Linked DNA regions of Triticum aestivum: region 1 is linked to region 2. The links are chromatin contacts, called in public HiCAR-type maps. All regions are on one chromosome and are shown on one strand. Each heading gives the region's core, a stretch centred on a gene start, on an enhancer-like site or on the middle of the called end of the contact. The rest is flanking DNA. Distances are from core to core; before and after follow the strand shown.

Region 1 (6,088 bases), core at 1,337-3,836, 77 kb after region 2:
AGATCCGAGCAAATCCACCAAAGATAGATCCGTCGGAGGCACACCTTCACACGCCCAAACGCACCGCCGGAACGTGGGCTAGGCGGGAAGACCTTTATTCCATCTTCAGAGAGCCGTCGTCGTCTCGCCTTTCTGAGTAAAACACAAACCCTAACAAAACTGAAAAAAAGACTAAAATCGAAGCCCTCCCACCGGCCTTTGTCAGAATCCACCGTGCCCACATGGCCCCTAGGGCCACCAGAGACGAGGCGGACTTGCCGCGGCGTCAGCAAGAGGCGGGGTCCCTAGCCTTTTTGGAGGAGGAGGCGGCTATTCTCTTGCCCCTGCACCTCCGTTATTTGAAAGGAGAAGGAGAGCTCATTTTCACCTTGATGAAATTAGTAGTACAGGAAAAGAGACAAGCCTATAGATAGTTTGGTTTCTATATCTGCACGCGCCAAGTTCTCCATACTCCCGGTGTCATGTATTTCACTGACTTTGATTCCGATTAGTTGACTTTTCGATAAGGGATGAAACTTTTATACTTCCTTTGTCATAAAATTACAACTTTATACTAAGGTTAGTATAAAGTTGAGATACTTATTTTAGGACAGAGGGAGTATAAAGGAAAGGAAACGAGAGCGAGCGAGCGAGATTACAGCTATTGAGTAATCAAGATCAGAATTTATTTATGTCACGACTTTAGCTAGTTCAAGACACACAAGTGCGTATTATTTCTTGCTCGATCCAGACATTGCTTGCGTACTCAAACTAGCCAGAGAGTTCGTCCAAAAGAAAATCTTACGAGTTTTTCTTTTCTTTTTTCACGGTAGAAAATCTTAGATACTAGTAGTACGAGTTAAAATTACAAAGCTGTCACCCAAGCCGGTGAGGGAATTAATTCCAACTGGCCCCACCGTACATGGTCCCACGGTGTCCCACTGCACGGCGGGGTCCAAGCTTCTGGAAGAGACGGAAAGCGCCAGGCATTGCTCGAGCAAGTTCGACGCCGCGGCCAAGCTTTCATCAGAAAAAAAAAAAGGTTCGACGCCCCAGCGACCAGCCGGCCCCGCTCTGCCGCGAAGCTTCCCGCACGTACGTGAGGACGTCTACCGTATTCCCGCCACGTGGCGCGACCGGATTGGTCATGCATCGAGAGTTCGCGTCATCCGGCACCGATCCGTCGCCGTCGGCCCCGGGATAAGGTGGTGGTGGTGTGACGTTCGTGCGGCCCAAGGCTACGGGGAACGTACGTAGTTACGTGCACGTACGTGTGGACGCTCGGCGTGATCCATTTGCCGAGCGATCAGGATATGACATGGTCAGCTCTGGGTCGGCCATTCTTCTTGATCAAGATGTGTGCGTTGTCTTCCTTGGTCAACCCAATGGCCTGGAGGAGCATGCTAATTTTCTTTCCAGAACCATATGGTTTGAAGGGCTTAGTTGACATTTTTACAGGGTGACATTTACAGAAGGTAGAGGCTGGAGTATGTACTTGCCTTCTTGTATTTGTTCAAAATTATAAAACAAAACGAAGTGACCGCAGTCCGAAGTGTGTAGTACAGCCCTAAATGGGATGTTGTTAATGCACTAGGACGTAGTTCAACCGTGTTTTGAAGAGATATGAGTAATGAAGGTAATTTTCAAAGTTACTTATATTTGGCATTTAATTTTAAAATTTAGACAATACAATGAAAAGCAACCAATAAAAGAATTACATCAAGAATCATATTGCTCGCCTTTTTATTCATTGTGTACGTTGCCCCCTCTAAAGCTTGAAAATTACGCTGAACCGACTTCAAGAAAAAGGGACACTTGCAAGCACTGTTGACATACATAGGTTTTGATGACAATACCCGCTTCAGCTAGAAACGAGATTTAGTAACTGCTGAAGGAACATCAGCTGAGGCATCACCCCACACGACATAGACTTGAAATGCTTTACCACCAGATCAGGGTCGGAGGACACATGGATTTTTCTTTTTTGAAGAAAAAAGGTTGAAATCGCTACACCGACTACCAACTAACCGCTTCTCTTAATTAACACACCGGCTCCCAAGATCCAAAGAGAGGCAACATATCTCTTTTTTTCAGAGAAAAGAGGGCCGAACAAATTTGACAACACCGATCCTATTTTCAGCAGCATAAGATTAGACATCCTCAAGGTCGAGAGGCCTTATCTCAAAACATTATCACCATGTCCACCACCGCGTCGTCGATTTCACCTCAAGAACAAGTTATTGCCACCACCTTGCGGGTACATTGCTAGAAACTGAAGCTAATGAAAACGGATTTTTTTGATTCATTTCAAGCTTTTTCAGCGATGTTGGTTGGGTAGGAGGGGACGTTGCCGTCGACTACTACTGCGCATATGGTGACTTCGTCAAGCTAAAGATGTGGTGCATGTGGCTCGGTATTTCGGAGATGCCCAGGGTTTTCACGTGAAACACCGCCCCTGCTTCCGGTTACGTGATGGAAAAAAACAGGACGCGACGGCCGGAAGCTTCTGGCGCCCTCGCGACGGACCGGGCAACCCAGACACAAGTTCGAGACAAGTACCGCACCGGTACCACGCCGCTTCCTCCCTCTCTTTTCCTTCCACGCGAATCAACCAACAAAATCGTCCACGCGTGCGTCGCAGCACCGCATCCCCCAGCAGGCCACCACCACCCTATATATCCCTCCCCCTCCGCGTCACACCCCTTCCATCCCATCACCGGTTTCGAAATCCATCCATCCATCCATCCTAAGCAGCGGAAGAAGAAGAAAAGAAAAGGAGAAAAATCCACGCGAAAGCACAAGCACAGGACAGGGAGGAACAACCTTGCGTGCGAGGCGAGGCCGCTCCGATTCGACAGACGCGCAGGGAAGATGGACGCCTTCTACTCGACCTCGTCGGCGGCGGCGAGCGGCTGGGGCTACGACTCCCTCAAGAACTTCCGCGAGATCTCCCCCGCCGTGCAGTCCCACCTCAAGCTCGTACGCGCCCCCCTCCCCCTCTTCTCTCCCTCCGATGCGGGTAAATTTGGGGAAAACTTTCGGTCCGTACGTGGTTATAGGGTTTCGCGCACGGGGTGCGACGACGGATTTTTGTGCGGGTCGTCGATTTGGGCGGCGGGTTCCCCGGGAGGGGAATCGGTCGGCGCGGCTGCAATGCTGCCGGCGCTGGATGGTTCGTTCCCCGCCGATTCGGCGGTTTGGAGCTCGATTTCGCGCCGGATTTAGGTTTCCCCGGCTGGATTATCAGCATTAGGGTCGATCTCGTTGGTTAGCTGCGGCCTGGGGAGCTGCTGGCTCAATCGCGTTCGCTTGGAGATCCCAAGCGCCAATTCTGCCGCTCTGTTCAGAAATTTCGGGGAATGCTACCTGATGACGGGGTAGGCGTTGATTTCCCTAGTATACGCTAGGTAGTTGCCTGTGTATACGCTATGCTACTGTCAAACGTAGAATCGTAATGAACCATGGCCACGAACTGGATGCTTTTTTTTTCATCATTCATTATGCATAATTATGAGCACTTCTCTTTGATTTCCTTCCCTTTTTTTTCCTCTCTTGAGTTACGCATGGCAGGTAGTAGTAATTTCCGTTTATGTCGTTATCAGATCGGATATGGATGTTTAATGGTCGGGGTCACCTAATTCTGCCTGAACTGAATCCGTTCGTGTCACAATTATGACTACCAGTTACTTTTCCCTTGCTTTTTCCTCGTTTCTTCAACCAACAGTTGTAGGAGTACTAGTCATGCAACAATTTCGGTTTTACACGTTCGTACCAAGCGTCCTTGTCATAATGGATATGATATCGTTGGCTTGGGAAATTCTTGTGCTGTTAATCCTGTCGTTTCCTCTAGCACTCCATTCAGAAAATTCAACTGATGTGCTGTTAATCCTGTCGTTTCCTCTAGCACTCCATTCAGAAAATTCCACTGGTGCTACAAAATTCGACAGATGCTACTTGACTGGGCATAGTTTTGGCTGTAGATTTGTTTATTCTAGCTAGTTGCCGTGGATGCGTGTCTGAACCCTTGCCAGAAACTGCATGCTTGCATGTCGTAGTTAAGTTTTCCCTTCCCCTATTTCATGAATGAGGTGCTCTAGTTAACAATTTCCTGCTATTTCCTGAATTTCGGGAACTGCCAGTACATATGTAGTTCTAGGGTTTCGCGCACGCGACGCGACTGTGAATTTTTGTGCGGGTCGTTGATCTGTGCGGGTTCCCTGGGAGGGGATTCGTTCGGCGCGGTTGCAATGTTGTCGGTGCTGTGCTGTTTGTTAGTGCTGGATGGTTCGTTCCCCGCCGATTTGGTGGTTTGGAGCTCCATCTTGCGCCGGATTGTGTCCCCCCGCTTGATTATTAGCTTTAGGGTCGATCTCGTTGGTTGGTTGGTTAGCTGGGGCCTTTGGGAGTTGCTGACCTGCTGTGGTGATTAGTCTTGGAGATTATTACACCAGGTGCCAATTCTGCCGCTCTGTACAGAAAATTCGGGGAATGCTACCTGACGACGGGTCACAGTTTGTGCAGCGTACGCCTATGAAATGTAGAATCATAATGCACTGGACGCTTTTCATCATGCCATATAATTATTAGCAGTTCTCTCTGATTTCCTTTCCTTTTTTCCCCTCACGAGTTACGGTTGGCAAGTAAACCTAAAATATGCATCACTGATCACGTAAACGATCCAGAGAAAACCCATCGCATGGTTCTAGAGTGGTCTGATCCCCCATATCTGCCCCGCTCTCTCTGATTTGTTTCTCGCGATGGACTAGGGCCTCACCTCCTTTTCAGCCGTTCCAACCAGCATGGATAGCTTTTCTTCACCAAAGAAGAGGTACAAAGCGAAGGCTCGAGGACGATTCAGTGTCAAAAAAGATAAAATTATGAGGCAGATTTCAAGACAACATCTACAGTATACGGCAAAAAAAATACCTTCAGAAAAAATACAAGAAGCCGACAAGGCCGAATGAAAATCCAACTTGTGCCTGGCTGACGATTTACTTCTTGTCTTTCTTCTGAAGATATTTTTTTGCCGTCTGCTGTACATGTTGTCTTGGAGATCTGCTTCGGAATTTTATCTTTTTTTACGCTCAGTCGTCGTCGAGCCTTCTTCTCTGTGGACCTCTTTGCCAAAGAAGAGCTATGGCTGGTTGGAACGGCTGCAAAGGACAAATCAGCCTTAAACACACGAGTACATACAAATAAGCATGCAGCAAAAGAATGGCAAAACAAAAATCATAACATAGATTGATCCATCGATGATGAAAAGAGGCGATTCCATGCGGCGGCGGCTCGCTCCTGCAAGCTCTTGTTGTGTGATGTGAACAAAAAGAGAGAGAGAGAGCGTGGCAGATATGGGCACCGGTAGGGATCAGACCACTCTAGAACCGCGCGATTGATTTTCTCTCAATCATTGATGTGATAGTAAAACGTGGGCTGGGCAGCTAGTACTTCCCTCGATCACGGTCATCGTTATAGCATCTACTGGAGAACCATAAAAGCTTCCAAAATTTTAGGAAGCTGATCACGATCACGAGTTACAATTGTTATCAGATTGATTATGGATAGTTCAAGTGACTCATTTCTGCTGGGTTTTCTGCAGGTTTACCTGACCCTATGCTTTGCCCTGGCCTCATCTGCCGTGGGTGCTTACCTGCACATTGCCCTGAACATCGGTGGGATGCTGACAATGCTCGCGTGTGTTGGAACCATCGCCTGGATGTTCTCTGTGCCAGTCTATGAGGAGGTTTGTCTCGCCTTCTTCTCCTGACCTTGATAACTTGTTTGCTGCCTGCACGGGTAGAAATTCACAAGAAGTTGTCGTCCTGGAAATGTCATGACATGGTGCGCTGACTTTGTTGATGTCTATCTCTTTGTGAACAGAGGAAGAGGTTTGGGCTGCTGATGGGTGCAGCCCTCCTGGAAGGGGCTTCGGTTGGACCTCTGATTGAGCTTGCCATAGACTTTGACCCAAGGTAAAGACGAATTTGCTTTTGTTGTTGTTCCAAATGTCCCTGTCTCGTTAAGAATAGTTTAGGAGTAAACCCCGTGGCAGCGAAACCAAGTTGGCCATGACGTTTGATGATATGTCATGGAAGGGCGACATGTACTGTCT
Region 2 (5,783 bases), core at 2,147-4,646:
ATATTGTCGTAGTACTTAGGCGAAGCCCTGCGTCGGTAACTTCATCATCACCGTCACCACGCTGTCGTGCTGACGAAACTCTCCCTCGGCCTTAGCTGGATCTAGAGTTCGAGGGACGTCGCCGAGCTGAACGTGTGCAGATCGCGGAGGTGCCGTGCGTTCGGTACTTGATCGGTTGGATCGTGAAGACGTTCGACTACATCAACCGCGTTACTAAACCCTTCCGCTTTCAGTCTATGAGGGTACGTGGACATACTCTCCCCGCTCGTTGCTATGCTTCTCCTAGATAGATCTTGCGTGATCGTAGGAATTTTTTTGAAATACTACGTTCCCCAACAATAGTTCCCACTGTAAAATATAGGTGTGAATGATGTATTACAGTACTATTACTTCTGAGTCAAACCAGAACTAAAGCTTTATATTTTATTGTTTACATAGATCACACAAATCTACATTTTTGTATTAAACAAGAAGCCACAAGCTTGTCATATATATCATATTCGTACCAGTCAAAATATGTTCCCTGATATAATAACAATTCAGTCAAATTATTGTGTCTCCAAAATAGAATATATATTGTATGATGTGCTGATTAATAATATAGTACGGCGGCCACCATGAAATGGACCCAGATGCATGTGAATACTTTGGAAGATAATCAAGTAGCTGCTTCTACACTCTTCTGTAATGCATAAACTAGTAGCACACGTTATCAACTACTAATTAATAGTACACATATAATAACATATTTAAATGTCATTTACTTGTATAACTTTGTATCCAAGTATGATTTATTTTTCTCAAAAAGGTAAAGGGTACAAGACTGCTCTTTGCTTGAACAACTTTTAATTTTACAGAGGCCAATTTGGCGAGTTTCTTTGTGAACTTTGCACAAATCATATATTCAAACTGTAGTACCTCACAAAAAATTTAGGAGTTTGACCTGAAATCCCATGGTCGTACAGGAAAAACTCCCTCTAAGAATCCAGCTCAGAGTTGACTTGGAGTTGACCATATTGTACCGGTGACATGTTTTTAGGTAAAGCGCACAGTGGCATATTAGTGGGTAAGATTCAGCTAAATTTCTCTCCTTGTTCATACCATGGTACTATTTAATTAGGGTACTAGAACAGTTGAAAGTTTGTGTGTGGGTTGAAGCATGGTCTTCATAGGATAATCTAGTGCCATGCCACTTGCGTTAAAGCTGGTTTGGCATGCACTGATCTTTCCTTGGCCAAAGTTCATTTTGTATATTATTAATTCCAAGGTGTTATCATCGATCTAGGCTAGAATAATAACACCCATCATCATATCCAACTGCCTCGATGATTCATCTCTCTAGTTAAAACCAAGTACTAATTGACTTAATCAATTAATTAGCTAGTCGATAACATTGATCAGATTAATCTGGATAGGTAAAATGGAACAGATCCATCTTGCAGTTGCAAAGATATTTTTAATGTATTTTCAATAGTCTATATCTAATATTTTTCATATTGATCTATATAGGTTGTTCAGTGGGTGGGCGAGAGGCCCTTTTCCACTAAGTACTCAATTAAAAATCCGTGGAATTTTTAGATTGAAAAATAAAGCTATACTTTTGCTTTCCATCCACCACCTATACATTTATTAATTATAATGTTCTCATCGCGAAGGGGGTTATAAAATTGTCCATGAAAAAGAAATGACCATATAAAAATGCTCTTTTACAAAAGACACCTGAAAGTTTCTACAAGTTCAGATCATACATGCCGTTTGGTTTTCATTGGGACGGAATGGCATACAGAGTGGCAACCCAAATCGTTCTTATCCATAGGCTACCACTTGAGTTAGATTAAAATATACATGAAATATTCTGAACCTAACTATGGGCTGCATCTATCACATGCCCAACCCTATTGTGCTTTGTACAAGTTCTATAAATTTGACAAACATTTTTTAAATATTGTTTCCAGTGGTGAACAAAAGGTAGATGGATTGTGTAGCAAAAGAAAATCTGCAAGAGACCCGGCCAGCCGTTTGCAAAATTCAAACCAGCCAAATGAGATGGTTAGGAACTTAGGTCCGTGATGAATGTTGGATTTTTGAATTTCCGCAGAAATTGAGTTGGCTTCATGAATCTTTATCGTAACTAAACATATATGGAACCACAAGCCACTGATTACCTCGAATTCTCGAGTAACTATCATACATTAGCATTTCTGATAAAGTTATTCCTCTACACACAATCACCTTTATACATGACTTAGATTATTTTTAATTCCATGCATTTTTTTAATGTAATTACCCCATTGTCAAGCATAATTCCAATCCTTTTTACCTAACAACCCATTTACAAAATATTTAGGGAAATCACAGGGAGATGGTTTGCATATTTTTCATCAAAGTGCTTTTGTGATACTACATATTAGAAACAGCCGGCATTTTTAGAAAAATATCAGTAAGTAAGCAATTTTAATAAATTTGTCCTATGGTAACTGATTTTTTTTTTACTTTTAGACATATATGTAGTTGTGAAAACAATGACAGTTTCAATACAAACCACATATATGACCCAGTTAGAAACATAATAGTAACCCTGCACTTGCAAAGCATGGTTCACTAACCAAATTTTAACACTAAAAGTGATTTCTTTAGAATTTCAAAGTACATTTTTCTTATTTGTATAGTTTTTTCTCTTGAATACTGATGTGGAAGAAGAAAATGATAAGATACATCATTTTGTGCACTTGCCCACATTAAATTCTCCAAACCAAACATATATAGATATAGCACCATCCTAACTTGTGCTTTTATATCAATATAGATAACTTAGCAAAAATACATATTAATTTATATAACGTCAAATGGAGAAAAGTTATCAAAACCAAGTATGTATAATTTTCTAAAATAGATTGATGGTGTGTAAAATCCAAAGCAGAATAGAGATACATTTGTGTGTGCACACAAATGACAATTAAAATGCCCCCCGCAAAAAAAAGGGACAATTAAAGTGGGCAGCATTCAAAAACTCTCCCTCACCTGTCTCCAATTCCTCACAATTCAGATGACCAAACCACAAAAAAGCGCCCCAAAAACATAAACAAATCCCCAGTCACACCGCATATTTCGAAATTAGCACCACCAAGATTAAACAATTGCCCCTAGACTAAAACAAAACAAAAGAAAACAATTAAATAATGAACCCCCACCACCATCATTTTCCCCTCCCTATTAATTAACCGGTTCACCAACCCAAAAAAATACAGAAAGAATCATATAATATTTTAAAATATTCCACCCATTTGCAATAAATGTTTCCTTTGTTTAGATTATCAGTTTAATTTTGTATTTATTAAAAAAACCAATTCCATCTCTTTTATTTCCTCTCTGCATTTCTTTCTTTGCCATCTCTTTCTGTCTGTGTTCGTTTCCTTCTTCCTTCTCTCTCTATCCCCTGTCTCTCTCCTGCTCTTGAGTGCCTCGCCGGCCGGCCGGATCGCCGGAGAAGTACACCGGTTGGTTTCTGGAACTCAGGTTTGGACGTCGGAGTTGGGGCTTTTGGTTCGAGTTTGCTTCTCCTCCCGCCGCTGCTTTGATCGTGGTGCTCGTGTGGAGAACCGGAGAGTGGTCTCTGTCTGATGGTCGAGGCGTCCCGGCGAGGAGGAAAGTAGCGCTTGGCATGGAGACAGCGATGGAGACCTCACCGCCGGTGCCAGAGACCAAGAAGGAGCCGGCGCCGCCCGCGGCCGCGCAGCCTGCGCCAGAGACCAAGAAGGGGCCGACGCAGCCTGCGCCAGAGACCAAGAAGGAGCCGACGCCGCCGGCTCCTGCTCCTTCTCCTCCTCCTCCTGCGCCGGCGGCGGCGGTGGTGGCAGCAGCGAGAGGGGACGGGAAGCGGAAGAGGGGGCGGCCGAGGAAGTACGGGCCGGACGGTGGCCTGCTGCGGCCGCTGAACGCGACGCCGATCTCGGCGTCGGTGCCGGACGACTCCGGCGGGGGGCACTACACGCCCGCGTCCGCCGTGGGGGCCGCCATGAAGCGGGGCAGGGGCCGGCCCGTGGGGTTCATCAGCCGCGCGGCGCCCGTGGTGGCGATGCCGATGACGGCCGCCACGCCGACCCCCGCGGTGGTCGTCTCCACGCCGCCGCCCCCCGCGCCCATGTCCTCATCCGTCGCCGCCGCCGCCGCCGCCCCGACGCAGCAGCTCGTGCCGCCCCTAGGTACCGGAACCCCTCTCACTTCCTCACTTATCCATCATCATCATACAGAGTTGTGAGTCGTACTGCTCCTAACAAATTTCCGAGAAAATCTCCGTAATTTCGTGCGATCTTCGTCCGTCTCAAATCGGAATCCAAGGCCGCAGCATTTTACAATGATTGATCGATTATTTTAGTTCAGATTAGATGGACATATCCGGGGCTTGGGTGGGTGGTGTCATGTGGTGATGGCTGAGAGAGACAGCCAGGACCAAGAGGAAGAGACCGAGGGACAGGGACCATCTGGTCTTAGTCTTAGGTAGGTCTAGGTGAACTGAAAGACCCAAGCACCTTTCAGATGCTCTGTTTGCCCCTAAGAGCGACGCCGAACCAAACACGCGCCTAACTTGGCCAAATCTTGCCAAACAAAATCGCGCGAAATCACGGGGAATCATCGAGACTGACTGACTATGCTGAAGTAGTTATGCAACACTTGTGAACTAGTAGTATGCAAGTTGTTATGACAAGTGTATATCCAAGTGTACCTGTCCAGCAACTCTGTTTTCAGTGGTGCAGAACTTAGGTGTGGAGCATTTGTGTGCCACTGTCTGGAGCTGTATGTTAAAAGTGAAGAAGTGCCCTTTGATTTCAGGGCCTGTATATTTACTTGTAGTTGTAGAAATAACTCGTATGACTAGTTATATCCATCGGACTACTTGGTTTGCAGATGAGTAGGTGTTGTCTGAATATAATTTTTGGTAATGGATTTTGCTGCAAAGGCAATGGTTTGAATGGCATATAAGGTGCCTCTTCTAAGCATCTTGTTTCAGAGAAAACTATATGTGAAGTTGCTTCCGGTGCTTTTCTGAAAGTGGTCACCAATACATTTTTTCTAGGAGAGTTAGTGTAAGAGGAAAACACTAGTCTGGGTGCATTGATCGAATATAATTGTTGCTACATCGCAAAAAAAGAAAAAGAACTGAACTGTTGCTTCTATGGTGATGGCTGTTGATTGTTCGTAATAACTATACATTATTCAAGGACCTAACATCTGATCAAAATTTGTTGAAGACATTGTTATTCCACCTCATGCTTATAAACATTAATGCTTGTTGAATATTCAAAATGCACAATCTCCTGAAGATTATCTACCTTTATCCTGAGAGGCTCTGTATTCATGAACAGGTGATGTGGTAGGGTGTGCTTCTGGCGCAAATTTTACACCTCATATCTTGAATGTTGCTACCGGTGAGGTATGATACCATGAAACCCCATTACCTTGAATTTAGCTCTATCTGAATTTCATATACAATTTTTCATGCCATGACTAGTTACTCTCTTTGTTTTGTTGTATCAGGATATTAATATGAAGGTTATATCTTTCTCCCAACAAGGTCCAAGGGCGATCTGCATTCTGTCTGCTAATGGTGTGATTTCGAATGTTACGTTGCGTCAGCATGATTCTTTAGGTGGTACGGTGACTTACGAGGTTTGTTGTCTTTTCTCTGCAAACCAATGATATTCCTGTATTCGGTTCCTTGCCTTTCAAAAGTTCAATGAATGATGTGTGAATATGCACATTGTGAGTACCAGTTCTGAAACTGT

The links. HiCAR-type assays count read pairs that join an accessible place to other places.
Region 1: a contact with region 2 is called in a HiCAR-type map of leaf, with 4 times the contacts expected there. The contact joins the promoter of LOC100271911 here to the promoter of LOC123143489 in region 2. A contact is called at or near these places in 1 of 5 Hi-C or Micro-C datasets (leaf) and 1 of 1 datasets of contacts at active chromatin or transcription factors (leaf).

What each region holds. Positions count from the first base shown.
Region 1 is chr6D:55,721,355-55,727,442 of IWGSC CS RefSeq v2.1, forward strand. LOC100271911 (BAX inhibitor 1) reads left to right here and starts at 2,587. Exons shown (of 6, transcript XM_044562425.1): 1 at 2,587-2,958; 2 at 5,576-5,719; 3 at 5,857-5,948. The coding sequence starts at 2,851.
Region 2 is chr6D:55,643,328-55,649,110 of IWGSC CS RefSeq v2.1, forward strand. LOC123143489 (AT-hook motif nuclear-localized protein 2) reads left to right here and starts at 3,397. Exons shown (of 5, transcript XM_044562424.1): 1 at 3,397-4,202; 2 at 5,364-5,431; 3 at 5,536-5,667. The coding sequence starts at 3,662.